2 separate regions of the Mus musculus genome follow, and region 2 is linked to region 1. Evidence: chromatin contacts called from public Hi-C data. All regions are on one chromosome and are shown on one strand. The core of a region is the stretch at or near the end of the contact, and the rest is flanking DNA. Distances in the headings are between cores, read along the strand shown. Region 1 overlaps Baiap2l1 (BAI1-associated protein 2-like 1). Region 2 has its middle 13 kb from the start of Baiap2l1.

Region 1 (4,713 bases), core at 1,139-3,638:
TGTGAAGTTTTTCTTCTATTGTTGCAAATTTACTTGACTTGTTGGTTGGGATTTTGTTTGGTTGGTTTGGTTTGGGGTTTTGGGGGGTTTTGTTTTGTTTTCCAAGACAGTTTCTCTGTGTAGCCTTGGTTGTCCTGGAACTCACTTTTTAGACCAGGCTGGCCTTGAACTCAGAGATATGCCTGCCTTTGCCTCCCAAGTACTGGGATTAAAGAAGCGCTGATCAGAGGAGAGCCACCGCCTGCCTCCAGGGGCTAAGAGCCCGGTTTAAAGGCAGTGGATCATCCTGAGTGTGCTCAGGTGTTTGTGGTTAGGGTAGGTGCTGTGCCTCTTCAGCACACACCTGTCAGTTCAGCAGCACATCTGTGGGCTTTGCTTTCTGCCTTCACTGTTCTGATTAATTTTTTATTGCACTTTATTTATTTTGCATGTGAAAGTCAAAGAAAAGCTGTAGGAGTTGCTTCTCCCCTTCCTCCAACTGGATCCCGGGATTGAATTCAGTCGCCAGGCTTGGCAGCCAGCCTTTCCCTTCTTAGACCCCATTGTAGTTTCTCCTCATCACATTTGCTACCTGTAAAACTGTCAGGAAAGCCGCCGAGCACAGGCGGCACACACACACCTTTATTCCCAGCACTCGTGAGGCAGAGGCAGGTGGATATCTGAGTCTGAACGAGCCTGATCTACAGATCGAATTCTGGGACAGCCAGGGATACACAGAGAAACCCTGTCTTAAATGAGCAAGCAAGCAAACAAACAAACTAAAAACAAGCAAAAAAAAAACCCACTCAGAAAAACTATACATTTTCCCAGTGACATTTTTGGTCATTTTCACTTCAGTCCACACAGTATGACTCCAGGCCAGTAGTAGGTTGGCTTCTACAGCGTCATTTTATTATCTGATCCCACTTGTAGTAGCATGTAGGAAGTAGCATGTGACTCAGCCATTACCCTGCACTCTCTGGAAATAACAAATGTGTTGTAATTATCTGTGACCAGATATAAATGGAAAGAACTGGGCTTGGTTTTCTTTCTTTCTCTCTCTCTCTCTCTCTCTCTCTCTCTCTCTCTCTCTCTCTCTCTCTCTTTTAAATGTCTGCCTGAATTCAGCATGTGTTCTTTGCTGCCTCTATCCTTGGCAGGCTCCATCTGGCTCCTCCACATTCTTACAGTGAATTGGTAAAGCCTTATCTCACTGAAGTGTATTAATAGACCAGCTGGGTGTGGTGGTGCATGCTTGCAATCCCAGCACTTAGGAGGTAGACAGAGGAGGATTGTAAGTTTGAAGACGGCCTATATTACAAGAGCCTGTGTCAAAGACCAGGTAGAGAAACTCTAGTGTGAACTGAGAATGTAGCTCAGCTGATGAGCCCTTGCCTAACCGCTCGCTCCGACCCAAAGATTTATTTATTATTATATGTAAGTACACTGTAGCTGTCTTCAGACATACCAGAAGAGGGCGTCAGATCTCATTACAGATGGTTGTGAGCCACCATGTGGTTGCTGGGATTTGAACTCAGAACCTTCGGAAGAGCAGTCGGTGCTCTTAACCACTGAGCCATCTCTCCAGCCTGACCAGCTATTTTCTTTAAGTCTTATTATTTAACATTTTAAGGTCACTTTGCCTACCAGCCACATGCATAGCCATTACAAAGTATTGTTTAAATTATATTCCTAAAACCTAGAGTAATACTGCTGTTTGCAACAGTTGCTGTGAGCACTGTCTCAGTTGAACTCAGGAATTTGAAATGTTTTGTTGTGTCCATGTTTTACCTAAATCCCTTTGATTTAGCCAGCACTGTGGCTCAGTACAGAACTTGTCCACATGGCAAGTTCCATCTACAGCACTGCGAGAATTTTTAATTTTAACAATAAATTCCCTATTATTGCCCCCATTAAGAATCCAATTTATTCAGATTGAGTCACATGGCTATAATGATGTGAATTTCCTCCTGAGATGTTGGCTCCCAACCTGAAAGGAGAAAGGAGAGGGTTGGTGCAGCCTGCAGCATGGCTTCCTGTTGGGGCATGCACTCTGCTCTGTCTGAGTCTGGGTTGGGCTTTCTCAGCTCCTCCTCAGGGTTCTCTGTCCTTTCTCCTTCTCAAGTATAATTCATGAAAACATTGGTTAGAGCATGGGGCATACAACAGCACAGAGCAGGATGCTTTCATTCCTGAAGTAACACTTGCCCAAACCGAGAGTAGACGTCTATGGACTTAACCTAAAGCAATTTTGTGTCTGTTTCAAGGTACTCTTCTGCAGGTTACACAATCACAACCAAGGTGTGTCTCGGTCAGTTTTCTAAAACCAAGGACTTGGGAGGTCAACTTTGGAATTCCACAGACCGTGGTGGCCAAGACTAACCAGGTCAGGGTTCCCCATCCTGCCTCTGTGAATGGCCCATTTCATTGATCTGTCTGAGGTGGCAGAAACCGCACAGGAGTATGGACAGCGGGAACCCGTGGGAAGTGAGCTGGGCTGGCAAGGCCGAGTCCTGAGTAGAGCTGTGCTCGGCTCTCAGGGCCGTGCTCTGAGGTCTGCACTGGAGTGAGGCTGCGGAAACCCAGTTCAAGAAGGGTCACGTTAGGAAGAAACGTGGCCACTGTGCTTCCCAACAGAATCCTGATGGTTTCAGCCAAAACAGTTGTACATTTTCTTTTCTAAGAAGATGTGACTTGCCAAGAACTGAGTGCTTAGTTTTCAAATAATTGAAGTGTATTTTGTTTTTGTTTTTTTTTTTAATCTCCAACAAGGGATTTTTTTTATGGTTCAAAATAGATTTAAAGTAAGTCTGAATGTTTCCATATCTGAAGTGACATAGTAATGTAGTTATATTCTTGGCCAGGCTGCAGACGTCTCTTGTGAGCGTCTAGCTTGTCTTTTTATATTGACTTTTGGAAATTTTAGCTGGCATCATTGGGGTGGGGAGCTAATGAACCTGATTGGTTAAAAACCCTGACTCCTTTCTGCCATAGCTCTCCTTTATCCGGCACATTAGCTTATGGGACAGTGTGTGTTCTTGGATCCTGGTGGCCTGTGACTTCTCCAGGTTATGTACAAGCAGTTCTCTGTGCCCATCATACCCAGGGTTACACAGCACTTGTCTATGGAGGCCTTCCCCTTATCGATCACAGGTTGTTTTATCTGGGACACTGGAGAGAACAGGGAGGTTGCCTGTTCTTTGCTTTTAGAAAGACCTCTGGCACCATGTAAAGTTGACCCAAGAGAGAACCTACTCCAGAGGAATGAGGAATGCACTGGACAGGGATGGAGTGGAGGAGACTCCTAAGAGACCTAGCCAGCTGGATCTGTGTGGGGGCCATCTTCCACTTTTGTTGAGTGGACTTGGAAAGCACATGTCTATGACTTCAGTTTGTCCAGCGTGTCTGTCATCTTCTCAGGGTAGGACAGGCACAGATATGGGTTAGTAAGGTTTGTGTTCTTCCCAAGTGGCACCAGTGCACAGTAAATGACTTTGTCATGGGCATGACACATAGGTGAGAGGTTTCCCACCATGACGGGCTGGCTGGGGTTAGGAGGGGTTAGGAGGAGGCATGGTGCCGGTGAGCTCACTCTTACACATAGAACACTGGGAACAGTCTGGGAGCACACTGCATTTCTGAGATGGAAGATGAGGGAGGAGCAGGGCTGGGCTGGCAAGTCTGAGAAGCAGATGTCCAAAAATGCTCTTAAGTGTGGTTGAGGCACTTGTGCACTGGTGACAGCTGAAGCCATGGGCTCTGTGCTCATTTTCCCTTTTCTCTTACTCTTCCAGGGGCTCCCTGTCTCATCCTTTCTCATCCACAGCTGTCCAGCTTGCCATAAAAATTCCTTTAGGTCTAGCTACTGGCTATCAAGCAGTCCACCAGTACATTCTGTTGTGGTTTCATAGGGCAGTGGCAGCCATCCCAAATGAGTTCCTAGTTTCCTACTTATATTCATAAGACCTGTGTGGTTTCTGAGGCAGGTGCAGTGGCAGAGAAATTCTTCTCCTCCTCTTTCAGAGGAAAGTGGCAAAGCTTAAGCCCAGACCCCACCTGTACGAGAGCTGCCTTGCAAACCAGGTGGTCACCATGTTGCCTGCTGCGGGGGTGGGGGTGGGGGGTGGCTCCTTTGCCCTGAGTAGTCTCTGTTCCAGAGACTCCATATCATCCCAGGAGATCCGAGGCAGAACACTGTCTCTGCTGCAGTCTCCCCTGGTGCTGGTATTTTCCGAAACAAATACAGGAAGTAAAATGAGAGAAAGAAGATGATTTTCTCTTGTGGTTATCAGATAATCAGATTACCCTGGGGATTCGATAAAAATAAATCTTCTGTTCCTATAATTAGTTACTGTGATGACTGAGTTAATCTTTTGTAAGATAATTTCACATTTAAGTCACCAGGCTGGAGAAATGGCTCAGTGTGTGAAAGTGAATACGAACACTGTCCTTGCAGAGAGCATGCGACCATCAGGTGGCTCATGACCACCTGTAACTCCAGATCTGACACCCTCCTCTGACCTTCACGGGCACATAAATGTGGCCCACATTCACACAAGCACATAAATAACGAAAATCTGTCTTGAAAAGTTAAATCAGATAAACAGGATCTGGCTGAGGGAGTGAGTAAACTAGAAAGAGCACGGTGAATCCCAGAGCAGAGTAGGCGCCATTACCATGGAGGAAGTCAGTTCGCAGGCATCCCTCTGCGCCGTCCCTGGGATCCATTCCTCT
Region 2 (4,713 bases), core at 1,364-3,863, 82 kb before region 1:
TTCCAGCCTTATATTTCTCCCATCCCAAATTATAAAGCTCTTTCTTTCCCCATTTCCATAGCTTGGTCTTCTGTCTTTCTAGGTTGATCAACTCTTTGTTCCTGCCAAGGAACGAGCTTGAAAATGCCCCAGACGACTCCACCACTCCGGTGACACGGGAGGTGGAGGCAGGAGGATCAGAATACTACATATAAGTTTGAAGCCAGCCTGAGATATATGAGACCCTGTATCAAAAAGAGCATGCCGAGGCTGGGAAGATGGCTCTGTGGTTAAGAGTTCATTTAGTACCATTTATGCAGAGGTAGAGTCGCACTCATGTCAGGCATCTCACAACGACCTTTTCCAGGGGGAACAACACATCTGGCTTCCAGAAGTACCTGTGTTCACCTGCACATACCCACACACAGACACACAGTCAGAGACATAACTCAAAAGAAATGCAAACCTTATGAGAGAGACACGTGTGCCAATCACATGTGTCTAGGATATCCATAGTGTTGTGTAAAACTTATCTTAAAGTTGTTCAAAAGCCCTTTTGATATCTGGAAAGGAAACTCTATTCTCTCCCCTGTTGTGTAACAAAGAATTATGTAATACTGAAGTACTTTGCTGAGCCCAGGCCTAAGAGGGACTCTTGGTTTACAAAGGAGAAAATATCAAAGCCGCTAGCTTCCAGATGGTTTCCTGGCTCTGCCTCCTAACATTTTATTCTCTGCTGAATAAAATGGAGAGGTTGAGGGGCTGGCTCAGTGGTTAGAGCACTGCCTGCTCTTCCAGAGAGTCTGGATTCAATTCCCAGCAGCCACATGGGGGCTCACAACTGTCTGTAACTCTAGTTCCAGAGGATCCAGTGCTCTTGGACACCAGACATAGACATGGTACATAAACATACATGCACGCAAACATATATGTGTTTTTATATATTTATATAACATATATGTTTTATATAAAGAGATGTTAATATATTTTAGATGTTTATGTATTAGATGTACACACACACACACACACACACACACTGTCAACCAGGGGAGATAGAACGCATGCTCAGAACAGCAAGTCAGCTAACAGGAGGAAGCACTGCTGGAAGTCTGGTTCCTGCTGTAGCCAAGGACACACCTTCTTCTCACTCCTGATTACTGTAGCAGAACAGCAGGTTGGTCCGAAAGACTTTTCTCACCCTCTCTTTCCTTGGTCCCTTTGCTGACACATCAGCACACAAAGTTAACTAACACTCACAGGCCCAGTGTCCTTCACCCTCCACCTAGAGGCCTAGCCAGAGACATTTATCTCTAAAGCAAACACAACTGTACCCAAATCTGTGAGTGGCTATGTTTGCTAATGATGTCATATGTGTCCCAGACTCTCTGATCAATGTGACTCAAGGGTGAGCAGCTGACTGGTCAGAGTGAGTAACGTGCTGACCTGCCCAAACTGGCAACAAGGTGACCCCAGGGTGACCCAGGCCTTGGAGAATGAAGTAGGAGTGAACCTGACAGAAGAGACTAGGTTGCTGGTTCCAAGAAATACCAATAAAGGGATTTTTAGTGACTCCCAATCTCACACAACATCATCCCCAACAACTCCACATGGGCAAGGCTTATAGTATCTCACTAAATTTTGAAAAATAAGGAGTGTTGGGTGTCATGGCTCAAAGCTGTAATTCCAGCTACTCCAGAAGCTGAGGCTGGGGGATAATCCACACAAGCCTGGGCTATGGAGTCAGCTCAAAGGGCAACTTGAGCTACAGGAAAATTCTGGTTCTAATCTGAAAGAAGAAAAAGGGAAGGGGATAGGGGTGTGGCTCAGTGGTAGAGTGATTTCATAAAATATGCCAGGCTGGGGGTTCAATAGCAGCCAATACTGGAATATTAGGTGGCAAAATCAATTCAACATAGGGAAGTGTTTTGAGTTGATGTAGCAAATCAGGCCAGGTGTAATCATTTCAAAAACAACAAAAGGCAGAAGAAGAAGAAGAAGAAGAAGAAGAAGAAGAAGAAGAAGAAGAAGAAGAAGAAGAAGAAGAAGAAGAAGAAGAAGAAGAAGAAGAAGAAGAAGAAAGGAGGGAGGGAGGGAGGGAGGGAGGGAGGGAGGGAGGGAGGGAGGAAGGAAGGAAGGAAGGAAGGAAGGAAGGAAGGAAGGAAGGAAGGAAGGAAGGGGAAGAGAAAAGAAAAGAAAATTCTGTTTCAAAAACAAATATGTGGATGCTGCTGAACCTGCAGAGATAGAAATACAACCAGACTACATTTTCCAGGATAGGAGCTTAGAGGCGGGGTGGGGCGGAGTGGGGGGCCGGGGGCAGATGGTAAGGGAGCATTCAGGAGCTCTCCCCTTGAATTGCAATCTCAGTTAAAAGTGGAGATCAAAGATAAGCTCAGAGGGAACAGACAGGGACAGCTGCTGGAGCTGTGACTTCCCAGGACCTCTTCCTAGCCAGTAGCCCTGCAGTAGGGTAAGGACAGCCTACTTGACTCATCTTGCACACTCCAGGGGTAAACCCTGGCATCAAGTCACGAGTTAGCCTGGAGCCTAAACAGCTGTATCAAGAGACCTGCCCTGAAGGCAAGCATGACCTTTCACTACCCCCGCAGGGTCGCAGGGTCGTTTGAAGTACTGCCCACCCCCATTCGCAGTGCTAGGAGGCTGGGATGTGCTGTGACAGGCCCTGGGGTCACAGGGTCATTGACAGGGAGAACTGCATTTGCCAGGCTGTTTTTTCCTGAGTAAAGACCTCTGGACACGTGCTCGTAGCTTGTTCCACTAGGACAGCAGCAGTGATGTTGTTGATGGGGGTGCATCCATGGGAGTGTGTGTGTGTGTGTGTGCGCGCACGCACAAGAGAGAGAGAGAAAGAGAGAGAGAGAGAGAGAGAGAGGGAGGGAGGGAGGGAGGGAGAGAGAGAGAGAGAGAGAGAGAGAGAGAGAGAGAGGGTAAGAGAGAAAGAGCGCACAGCGCACACATGCAAGTCACAAATGGGACAAATCCTAGCAGCTGGATTAGGGGAGCAGAGTGTGGGACAAATCCACACTCTGGATTAGGGGAACAGGTTTTGTTTTGTTTTTTTTTTCTTTTTAAAAATATATTTATTCTTTCACAATTCCATGCATAGATATTTATGTATATATAATATACAATTATTATTTCCCCTTAGACCCTCTCCTTCCTCCTTAACTCTTCTTTCTCCCCAAAAAGTCATCCTCCCTACTTTTTTTTTTTTTTTTTGGTGACCCACTGCATTTAGCTAGAGTTGCCTGCATGAGCTTGGGTAGGGTTATTTATTTGAACATGGGCGGCTTACCCGAGGCTATCCCACTGTGGAATATGACTCCCCCTCCCCCAACAACTGGACTAGCTCCCCAGGGAGGCTGTGCTCCCGCCCAGTTCCCTCAGGTGATAGGCCTCTTCTGTTGATAGGCTACCAGTGTTGCTGTAAGCTCAGGGGACAACTGCCATGTCATACTAAAAAGATAGTATTCCAGGGCTAGAGAGATGGCTCAGTGGTTAAGCGCACTGACTGTTCTTCGGAAGGCCTGCGTTTGGATCCCTAGCACCAACACAAAAGCCAGGCATGGGGGCAGGATGACTCAATGGTTAAGAGCACTTGTGACTCTTGCAGAGGACCCAGGTGTGGTTTCCAGCATCTACATGACAGCTCACAACTACCTGTAACTCCAGCTCCAGGGGATCAGATGGATTCTTCTGGCCTCTGAGGGCACCAGGCACACACAAGGTACACATACATACGTGCAGGCAAAATTGTTACATACATAGGATAAGTCTTAAAGAAACTAATCTGCACATGGCAGTATTCATTAGTAACCACAGCACTGCAGGCTGAAGGCAGGAGAATCCCAGAGATTGTTTCCAAGTTCAGAGACTCAAAAAAAAAAAAAAAAAAAAAAGGAGGAAAGAGATTAAGGAAGAAATCTTGATGTTAACCTCTGCTCACACATGTACATACACACATCACATGTACATGCACAAGTGCACATGTATAACACACACACACATTCCCTACTTTCTGACTGTTGATGCAAAGTTATCAGCTGCCTCAAAGTTCCGGCAGTTTACATTCCCTCCTATGATGGACTGTATCAACATGTGCCCTCCGTCATGGTTAGCTTAAGCTTTACCTTGGCATGACCCAGAGTCACTTGGGAAAGGGGACCCACAAGTGAGGAGCTGCCTCCGTCAGGTTGGCTTATGGTCATGTCTGTGGGGCACTGTCTTGGTTGCTGGTGGATGAAGGAGGAGCCAGCCCACTGTGGGTGGTACCATACCTAGGCTGTTTAAGAAGGGAAACTGAACAAGCTAAGGGGGAGCCAGCCACTAAGCAGTGGTCCTCCGAGGTCTCTTTCAGTTTCTGCCTCTGGGCTCCTGTTGTTCCTGCCCTGATGATGCACTGTGACCTGGAGATGTAAACCAAATAAACACTTTCTTCCATCAAGTCATTTTTGGTCAATGTTTTTATCATAGTAACAGAGAGGCAAACCGTGAACATCTTCTCCTTCCCTTGCCTTTGTCAGACACTAATTTGTTACATCAATGGGAAAAAGAACAAGTAACTAATATATGGATTTTTTTTTGAGTATTCGTGATGTTTATCTGTGTTGATTCCAAGCCAATCACAAACTCTTTCCAAAGTTTAGGAGCAATACAGTGGACCGTTGGAATCCTTCCATACTCTTGGAGTCAGCCAAGCATGAATTGAAAACA

Evidence for each region. A called contact is a pair of places that touch in the nucleus more often than the background predicts.
Region 2: a Hi-C map of pancreatic cancer cells shows a contact between it and region 1, with 2.6 times the contacts expected there. The contact joins two enhancer-like sites. A contact is called at or near these places in 5 of 39 promoter capture datasets (the 3T3-L1 cell line, 3T3-L1-derived adipocytes, HPC-7-derived erythroid cells and 2 more), 23 of 484 Hi-C or Micro-C datasets (the G1E-ER4 cell line, the HL-1 cell line, cortical neurons and 8 more), 2 of 115 datasets of contacts at active chromatin or transcription factors (fibro-adipogenic progenitors and pancreatic cancer cells) and 2 of 9 other capture datasets (adipose tissue and pancreatic islet).

What each region holds. Positions count from the first base shown.
Region 1 is chr5:144,286,441-144,291,153 of GRCm38.p6, reverse strand. The region is part of intron 3 of Baiap2l1 (BAI1-associated protein 2-like 1); the gene reads left to right. Among named protein-coding and RNA genes, the nearest start is that of Gm15708, 12 kb to the right of the region's middle. Within about 2 kb of position 2,388, at least 64 of the 459 cell types and tissues checked have an H3K27ac peak or open chromatin away from gene starts, as enhancers often do. A contact at or near this core is called in the HL-1 cell line, liver and pancreatic cancer cells, where this site is marked.
Region 2 is chr5:144,369,016-144,373,728 of GRCm38.p6, reverse strand. No RefSeq gene overlaps it. Among named protein-coding and RNA genes, the nearest start is that of Baiap2l1, 13 kb to the right of the region's middle. Within about 2 kb of position 2,613, at least 70 of the 459 cell types and tissues checked have an H3K27ac peak or open chromatin away from gene starts, as enhancers often do. A contact at or near this core is called in the HL-1 cell line, liver and pancreatic cancer cells, where this site is marked.